Linked DNA regions of Mus musculus: regions 2 and 3 are each linked to region 1. The links are chromatin contacts, called in public Hi-C maps. All regions are on one chromosome and are shown on one strand. The core of a region is the stretch at or near the end of the contact, and the rest is flanking DNA. Distances in the headings are between cores, read along the strand shown.

Region 1 (2,831 bases), core at 134-2,633:
CTCTGTGTAATCCTCACTCCGTAAACTAGGTTGGCCTGGAACTCAGAGATGAACTTGCCTTTGTCTCCCGAGTGCTGGGATTAAAGGTGTACACCACCACTCTGACTCAGCCTTCTCTTTTCTCTTTATTCTGAGGAAGGAGCGCACTCACTAAATGGTTCAAGTTGTCCTGGAACTCAAGGTCCTCACGTCTAAGCCTCCTGAGTACTAGTAAAGGCCTGTGCCACCAAAGCTGGCCTCCTCCTCCTCCTCCTCCTCCTCCTCCTCCTCCTCCTCCTCCTTCTCTTCCTCCTCTTCTTCCTCCTCCTCCTTCTCCTCTTCCTCTTCTTCCTTCTCCTCCTCCTCCTTTTCCTTCTTCTTCTCCTCCTCTTCTTCCTTCTCTTCCTCCTCCTCTTCCTTCTTCTTCTCCTCCTCTTCTTCCTCTTCCTCTTCTTCCTCTTCCCCCTCCTCTTCTTCCTCATCCTCTTCCTTCTCCTCCTCTTTCTCCTCCTCCCTTTCCTCCTCCTCTTCCTCTCCCCCTCCTCTTCCTCCTCCTCCTCCTTCTTTTTGACTTTGTCTCCCTTAGTATCAAGTATTTGATTTTGGATTCAATTCTTCTGCCTCTTACACATGGGTCCTGGGAACTGAACTCAGACTGCTGGTTCATGAAGCTTGTCAGGGTGTTTGCCAGATTTGCCTTCTTACCCACATTTTTGTTTTTAAGTCTGGGATCCAATTTAGGGTTTTGTGGTGCAGATACGCATGTAGTCTCAATAGTTTCAGTTATCTATCTATCTATCTACCTATCTATCTATTTATATACTGGTAACACAGGCCAACCTCAAACTCATCATCCCCCTGTCCCAGACCCCCTGGTGCTGAAATTCTAAGTGCCAACACTCAACATTCTTGGCTTTCTTCAGTCTCTTTTGACATAGAACACTTCCTTGGTCTGCCCGGTCTTCTCTGTCACGGGCATCAATTATGTCACATTGTTGTGAAGAGATCCCTGACAAATGCCCCTCATGGATGGGGTGGCTTTTGTTCATAGCTTAAGGGTATCAACTTTCACACCAAGGAAGGTACCGTGGCTGGAACATGAGGCAACTGGTCCTGTCTTGCCTGAAGTCAAGCAGGAGGAGATCAACACTGTGGGCTCCATCTTTTAAAAAAAAACGTCCAAGACAATTGTGCTAAAACTGTAATTACTTTTAATATGATAGTCCAATTCTTGAGGATTAAGACCTAGGAAGGTAATAAATGTTATTAACACACTCGGCCACCAGGTGGCGATCTCTGCCGCCCATGAGCCGCAAAAGCTGTTGAAAACCTGTGGGGATCCGAAACCGCTTGAAATATGCTAGAAGGCTCTGTGGATTTGTAAAGACACGCGGCGTCTTTTCCAGCAGGGCTTCTAGTGAGTCACCCAGGTTTGGCTTTGGGAGACACAGGTCACAAGGTGTTTGGTAGATACAGGGTGTGCCCCGAGATTCGTCATTTCTAACCTACCCTTCGGGTGACAGGAGTGTGAAGAAGGCTTTTGGAGAAGACATTTCAAGAAGGCATTTGAAGAAATGGATCTGTGTACAATAAGGCAACCTCACTGTTTATCTGGTTCAGCAATAAAGGTGGTCTCATCTTTGCTGTCCTGCTCGCTCTGTCCCTTTAGTCTCCCTGTTCCTGTACCAAGGGACGTTTGTCATTAGCTGGGTCTTCTGCAAGAACAGTAGTATTGAGCCCTCGGGCAGAGACCAATCCCTCCAGTCCCAGACTTCCCTCCTGTCTTTCCACTCACATTGCAGCCTCGACTGCGCTGTATCTTGCAACAATCCTGCTTCAACCTCCGCAGTGCTGGGGTTATAGGCGTGTTCCACCTCTCCCTGCTTCAAAACTCAGCTTAAGGAGGCTCCCAGTTAATTCTTACCGAATGAGAGATGCTCCGTAGTTCCCTACACACACTTCCCAGATCAAGCCTTTCCCCCATAGCCTGGGCCATCTTCTCCCATATCATATCATCTACTTATTGTATCCCAGATAGAGTTTGCTGTCTACTCAGCAAATTCACCTTTCCTATTTTTGGCACCAGGAAATTGTTCTTCACTGAAGAGCAGAGAGAACAGTTGTCTGTTAAAAAGACATTAAAAAATGTCTTCTTCGCCGGGCAGTGGTGGCACATTCCTTTAATCCCAGCACTTGGGAGGCAGAGGCAGGTGGATTTCTGGGTTTGAGGCCAGCCTGGTCTACAGAGTGAGTTCCAGGACAGCCAGAGCTATACAGAGAAACCCTGCCTTGAAAACCAAAAAAAAAAAAAAAAAAAAAGTCTTCTTCATTCCTTAGTTGTTGTTATTATGTTATTATTTATTTTTTAAAGATTTATTTATTTATTTATTTATTTATTTATTTAATGTATATGAGTACTCTGTAGCTGTACAGATGGTTGTGAGCCACCATGTGGTTGCTGGGATTTGAACTCAGGACCTTCGGAAGAGCAGATAGTACTCTTAACTGCTGAGCCATCTTTCCAGTCCTATTGCTGTTATTTTTACTACTGTATTTTAGAAGTCTCCCTGTGTAGCCCTTGGCTGCCTTCTATGTACTGGGATGACCGGTATATGTCACCAAGGCCAGCTCCTGGTGGCTTTTTGATAAGTAAAAATCATGATGGTTATGTTTTAAAGTGGCCTCTACCACTCTGTTTTTCCTTGTCCCAACTGCAGCCTGCCCCCTCTCCCCCCAACCCTCACCCCGCCCCATGTTCTTTTTTTTTTTTTTTTTTTTTAATCTGGCATTGACTCTAGCAGTTTGGTAATCTCCGGGCTGTAAGGAGCCTGGTGCTGGCGTTTACCTGGTAT
Region 2 (2,831 bases), core at 220-2,719, 230 kb before region 1:
AAGAAGAAAAAAAGATAAGGCCAGGGTGCATCCCAGAGTCAAAGCATGCTTGGCACGCTTAAGGCCCTGGTCTCTGCCTTAGCAAATGGGAGGGAGGAGAGAAGCCAAGTATGTGGGAAACAGGGACTGAATGAATTGGGGGTCACCTGAGTAACATAGTGACATTCTGTCTCCAACAATATGAAACAAACCAAAAAAATCAGACCGAGAAAAAGAAACTCCCCAAGAGCCTTTCTGTGAGGGCCCAGGAACAGCGCAGACTCTTCATGGTTGTTGATTCTGGTTTCTCCTCAGATTGCTAAGTATTTTGCCTTTATTTCCACAACTGTCACTCATCATAGGTCTTAAACTTGTCCTGCCCAGCCTCTTATCCACACTGATTCCTATTCCAAATGACAAGTCCCAGTATTCTTATAGAGTGGAAATAACAAGGGTACCCACCTCACATGGTCACTGTGAGGAACAGGGAGCAGACATTGCCTGAAATTTACACCAAATGTTTCAATCTTGGAGAGAAACTGGTTTTTTTGAGACCTGATTAAGCAACCTGGAACTCCTTGAAAATAAAAATATTCCCAGGCCTAAACCATCTTGACATGGACAGAGCACACAATGCATTCACAATGAAGAGCAGCAGTAAACCAGCAGGGCTGGCTTTTGCCCACCAGGGGGCAGTATGTTACCACCTAGCAAGAAGCAGCTCTTACCTATGAGAAGCCAGTAATTCCTCAAGTAGTTCAGCTTGCTCTTCCCTTTGAGTCCAGGGTCAAACTTGAGGTCTGTGCTGGGAGTGATCACACACTCTCCTTTGTCTCCAATGGTGACGCCATCTGTCTGGGGGCCTTCCAGCAAAGGAAGAGTGCTGCCTCGAGGCTGTGGAGATGGGATGCGGTGAGCTGCAGGGCTGGCAGGAGAGGTTTCCCAAGGTCCTAAAGGTTTCCCTAAAGGGACAGTTGTGGCTCACGCAGCTCAACAATCATCATCCATCAAAGCATGACACAAAGATCCTGGGACTGGGCAAGGGACACTCTACTGACATCTTTTCAGATTGTTTGCTTAAGACAGAACTCAAGCAGCCCAGGCTGTTCTTGAACTCTAGACTCTCCTGTTTGCATCTCGCAAGTGCTGGGATTACAGGCATCAACTATCATGTCTGGTCCTGCCATGTCAGGTTTGCATGTTTGGGTACCGAGAACCAGGAAGAACATGCATGATAGAACTCCGAGAAGCTACTATCAGAAATTCTATGAAACCATGTAAGAATCTATATGGTCACAGATGACGCAACTGACAGTGTGGAATAAACTGCTGAGTTGTTAGACACTGATGAGTTGATAGAGTCAGGAGTGGCCTCACTGCTGCAGCAGCCAACCAACTCACCAGGCAGCCAGTATACAACCAGCCAGTCCAGGCACAAGCACATCAGGAGTGTAATGTCCCAGTCACTCGGTGAGAGTGCTCAAAGCAGGCTGGAGAAGCCTGAGGAGGCATGGAGCACTCACAAAAGGATTGAGCAGGGGAAAGGAAGTGAGAGACCAGCAACTGAAGCTCAGAAGAAAGAATAGGGAAGTTTGGGTGATCATGGGAAGCATGTGCTTCTCTGGACCATGCAACCCTGAAAACTAGCAGAGTGGTAGGTAGGCAGGGTGGGACTGGCTGGAAGAAAGCCTGACGGTTAGATCTGAACACAAAGCCATAGGGAGTGAGTCTTTCCTGGCTTCAGGGAGCTGCTTCTGTCAGCATCTGCTTTCAGCAGGATGTGGATTTATAGAAGCCGCTCATGATTCACTCAGCTCTGCACTTCCCCTTCCTAACCAGACGTTTACACAAAACTCAATGTCACTTTTTGCTAGAACAAAAGCAGTCAAGAAACTGCATCTTTAGGTCCCACACTCGACTCACCACGACAGCAACCCCCTCATGCACCATTGAGGGAGAGGCATAGAGGCTGGTGGAATACTTCCCAACATACAGAGTAGGCCTGAGGAAAAAAACCAGAAACATACATCTTAAGTCATTTTATGTCCAAACCCCATACACTGTGGCTTTTAGGATATCAGAAGCATAGACACAAGTGTCAACTGCCACACATGAGCCATGAAACTCTCACAAGGAAACCAGCAAGGTGGCAGGGGTACTGTAGAGTGACAGGGCAGTAGGTCTTCAGGCCCCAGATTTGCCTATCACCTACAGAATGGGAAGCCTCTTTCCCTGCCTGCAAATGGCAGGACTGGACTAGACTGGACTAGACCAGTGCAGCCGAGGAAAGGGCTGCACTGATGACTAGCAGGAGACTCAGCACTTAGCACCTGCTGCCAGTTTCTCAGGTGAGCGAGCCAGCACTCTTTCAGAAGCACTACACTCAGCACTACCATGCTGCTGTGGGCTTTATGAGGACTTCAGGGCTCAGCAAAGGAACAGGTGCTCCATTCCAGATGCTGAGAGCAAAAGGAATGTATCTTGTACAGGGCAGTGCACACCTGTAATCCCAGGACACATAGCACACTGGAGGCCAGCCTAGGCTCACGAGACCCTGCCTCAAATAAAGAAAACAAACAAAGCAAAAAGCAAAATGAGAAAAAAAGAAAGAAACTCCAATCCAAACTGAATGATATTTCTTGGTAATGTGCTCCCACCTGAGATATCACAGAGGGCTGTCTAGTACCAGCATGAAAACAGCGGGAGCTATACCTACAGAGCTACAGTAATTACTACTGTCAAGAGCCTTGGATCAGTCATCTATGAAATTATCCAAAGTTCTTTCTACAAATACCTTCTACCTAAATGGTGTTTCACTATAGACAACAGTTTCACAATATGATTATATTTCA
Region 3 (2,831 bases), core at 232-2,731, 130 kb after region 1:
AAAAGACTGAGAGGTAAAAAACAGCTGATGTTTGGGGGACATGGTGAGACTGTTTAATCAATCAATACCAAGAATACAGGATAAAATATACTACAATCTAATTGCATTTATCACCGGCTTGCTTTATTTTGCTTTAAAAATTTAAGGTTACAGTATATACTAATTTTCACAAGCTTGGATTTGTAAGGTGTTGTTAGCTACTCCATACTGCTAAACGGCAGAGGCAGCATTTCCGAATTTGTTATATTTGACTTTAAAGATGTGTATCTCATCTTCTAGCTGACAAGCTAAAAAATTACCTGGCAAAAAACCCCACAAAAAAAAAAAAAACAAAACAAAGCAACAAACCAAAAACAAACAAACAAACAAAAAACACCAAGAAAAACCTGAGTTGCCAGGCAGTGGTGGCGCACGCCTTTAATCCTAGCACTTGGGAGGCAGAGGCAGGCAGATTTCCGAGTTCGAGGCCAGCCTGGTCTATAGAGTGAGTTCCAGGACAGCCAGGGCTACACAGGGAAACTCTGTCTCAAAAAAAAAAAAAAAAAAAAAAAAAAAAAGAAAAACCTGAGTTGATAATTGTATTTAAAACTGGAACAGAGGAAGTCTTTGAAAATGCCTTGGTATCAATGAAAGCATGTGACTGATTTATATAAGGTCCTACCTCTATAGTTTTAGGTTTGCTCGTCAAACTGAATGCTTTACAAATTTCTTCAGGAATGATGCCTCGGACCTTTGCCTCAAGGTGGATCACTCTGATGTTATTAAAAAAAAAAAAAAAAAAAAAAAAAGGAACCTGGTCACTTCTTTGCCTGGAAGCCTAGGGCCGTTGCTGTCTCCAAACTCGTGCAAGACTGCTTTTCCACCCCAAATCTGTTCAGAAGCACGAAACGCGAAGAGCCATACCGTGAAGAAGAGTCGCCCGTAGTTTCCCAGAAGTTTTTAATAAGTTCTCAAGAAATGCCACTAGCTGTTCCTTACTCGGCTCTCTGTCTTGCAAGATTTCGCGTATACTTTCTGGAGAGACTAACCTGAAGGCACTGTCCCTCGGCTGCGAAGAGCCCGGCTCCTGGTGGAGGGAGTCCACCGCGAAGACCTGCTCCCTGAACACCACCATAGAGGACCACCACTGTGAGGCTAGGTTCTTTCGTAACTCTACACCCAAAGGTCCAAAGCGCGCGTGGCACCCGCTCAGCAGAGCAGCCGTGCTGAGCTGCTGCGGCGTCCCGCTGAAAAAGTGCCTCCTCCGGCAGAGGTCTACCAGCGCCTCGCGGGCCACCGCATGCTCGGGGGCGTCAGGCTGCTGCGTCCCATCTGCGGGACCCGCGTACCCGGACAGCCAGCACCTGCAGGCCCTGCGGCAGGCCCTGGCGCCGCCACCGCAGCGCATCGCTTCAGGAGTCGGAACACCAGCACCTCCCGTGCAGAGCCGCAGTTTCAAACCTACACCAGCACCAGGGCCTGGGGTGCAGGCACAGCGGAAATGGACGTGCTGTAGACCACGCCCCCGGAAGAGCGTCACCCGCTGCTGAGCAGCAGCCGCCTTGGGCGTATCCCGGCCTCCGCGGCTGACGCCAGCGTCTGATTGTTTACTACCTTTGGGATTTTCCGTTTGGTAACTCCACCTGCCTCACATTCACTTGTTTAGCTTTTACCACAATCCTGTTACTATAGAGTTAGCATCAGGTTTTCCGAGCTGCCAAACAAAACGAAAAAAACCCCTTCCAAAATGTTGTCCTGGACGGTACTGATGTGAGGCTTAGCGTTCAGTCTCCAAGGGAATGTGTTGTGCACTTTTAGTTTATACTAATGCTGGCAAACATTATCACCAATGGCCACTCCACTCTCTCCCGGGTGTGGCTGGACAGACAGGGTGACCAGGTCTTAAAAAGGGCTTCGGGAATTTATTAACCACCTCCTTAAAAAGAATTTTTTTTTTTTTTTTTAAAGATTTGTGAGTTGCTGTCTTCAGACACACCAGAAGAGGCCATCACTACAGGTGGTTGTGAGGCACCGTATGGTTGCTGGAAGAGCAGTGCTCTTAACCTCTGTACTTCCCTTCTCGTAGAAATCAGTTAATACCTGACTAGGACAAAGGGGTGTTTTTGATACTGGAGTTTGATTATAAGGTGCAGGACTGTTGTGGTAGCTCACTCCTATGTTAACATATGCATAAGGGACAATCTCTGACTTCAAGGCCAGCTTGGCCTATGTATCAAATTCCAGGATAGCTGGAATGGGGAAGGCGGGGGTGCAAAAACCCAGGTAAGAGGCCTCTACGCGAATAAATAAATGAAGAGAATGGGGAGAAAAATCACATTTATTAGTTAAGACAACCACAGGCTGGACACAACACACATGCTAAAAAGTGGACTGTCTTTTAAAACTTCAAAGGTAATTTTTTCCAAGCCCCACAATCATTTCCATAATTATTTACAAAATAAAAGGTCCACATTAAGACATTGAACAGTAAAATATGTAATAAATGCTCCAATCTACACCTATACTTAAAAATCATGAATCTGACTAGCCATGCCATTGAAAACCACTCAGTACTAGAGGATGAACCAGTTTTCAATGTTATCAGCCCTGGAAAACACGCCCAGCTCCCACCCCCAGCACATTCTATTTTGTTTTAACATTTTATAAATAAGGCATTAACAATAAGCCCATTTTAAAAACAAAAAGTTAAATAACTTCCTTTAAGACTTTTGTCCTGGGCAAAAAACACACCAATTTTTTGGGAAGACATTTAGACCTACTTATAGCCATTCTGAAACAAAGCTGTTTGCTGGTGATCCTACTTAAATCTAAAGCTTTCCCCCCAATCCTTC

What was found. A called contact is a pair of places that touch in the nucleus more often than the background predicts.
Region 2: a Hi-C map of bone marrow-derived macrophages shows a contact between it and region 1, with 27 read pairs. The contact joins two enhancer-like sites. A contact is called at or near these places in 4 of 15 datasets of contacts at CTCF or cohesin (the NIH/3T3 cell line, embryonic stem cells and large pre-B cells), 58 of 484 Hi-C or Micro-C datasets (the AML12 cell line, B cells, CD4 single positive thymocytes and 42 more) and 7 of 115 datasets of contacts at active chromatin or transcription factors (the HPC-7 cell line, embryonic basal ganglia, embryonic stem cells and 1 more).
Region 3: a contact with region 1 is called in a Hi-C map of bone marrow-derived macrophages, with 70 read pairs. The contact joins the promoter of Polg2 here to the enhancer-like site in region 1. A contact is called at or near these places in 5 of 39 promoter capture datasets (the C10 cell line, cranial neural crest, maxillary cranial neural crest and 1 more), 6 of 15 datasets of contacts at CTCF or cohesin (CD8 T cells, the G1E-ER4 cell line, the NIH/3T3 cell line and 2 more), 115 of 484 Hi-C or Micro-C datasets (the 63-12 cell line, the AtT-20 cell line, B cells and 66 more), 48 of 115 datasets of contacts at active chromatin or transcription factors (the 230-238 cell line, CD4 T cells, CD4 single positive thymocytes and 35 more) and 4 of 9 other capture datasets (adipose tissue, embryonic stem cells, liver and 1 more).

The regions. Positions count from the first base shown.
Region 1 is chr11:106,647,213-106,650,043 of GRCm38.p6, forward strand. No RefSeq gene overlaps it. Among named protein-coding and RNA genes, the nearest start is that of Tex2, 36 kb to the left of the region's middle. Within about 2 kb of position 1,384, at least 43 of the 459 cell types and tissues checked have an H3K27ac peak or open chromatin away from gene starts, as enhancers often do. A contact at or near this core is called in CD8 T cells, CD8 central memory T cells, the SCID.adh cell line and 10 more, where this site is marked.
Region 2 is chr11:106,418,117-106,420,947 of GRCm38.p6, forward strand. It overlaps Ern1 (endoplasmic reticulum (ER) to nucleus signalling 1), which reads right to left. Exons shown (of 22, transcript NM_023913.2): 9 at 1,903-1,981; 10 at 708-873. Among named protein-coding and RNA genes, the nearest start is that of Icam2, 37 kb to the left of the region's middle. Within about 2 kb of position 1,470, at least 93 of the 459 cell types and tissues checked have an H3K27ac peak or open chromatin away from gene starts, as enhancers often do. A contact at or near this core is called in CD8 T cells, Th1 cells and bone marrow-derived macrophages, where this site is marked.
Region 3 is chr11:106,778,056-106,780,886 of GRCm38.p6, forward strand. Polg2 (polymerase (DNA directed), gamma 2, accessory subunit) reads right to left here and starts at 1,482. Exons shown (of 8, transcript NM_015810.2): 1 at 904-1,482. The coding sequence starts at 1,387. It overlaps Ddx5 (DEAD box helicase 5), which reads right to left. Exons shown (of 13, transcript NM_007840.3): 13 at 2,301-2,831.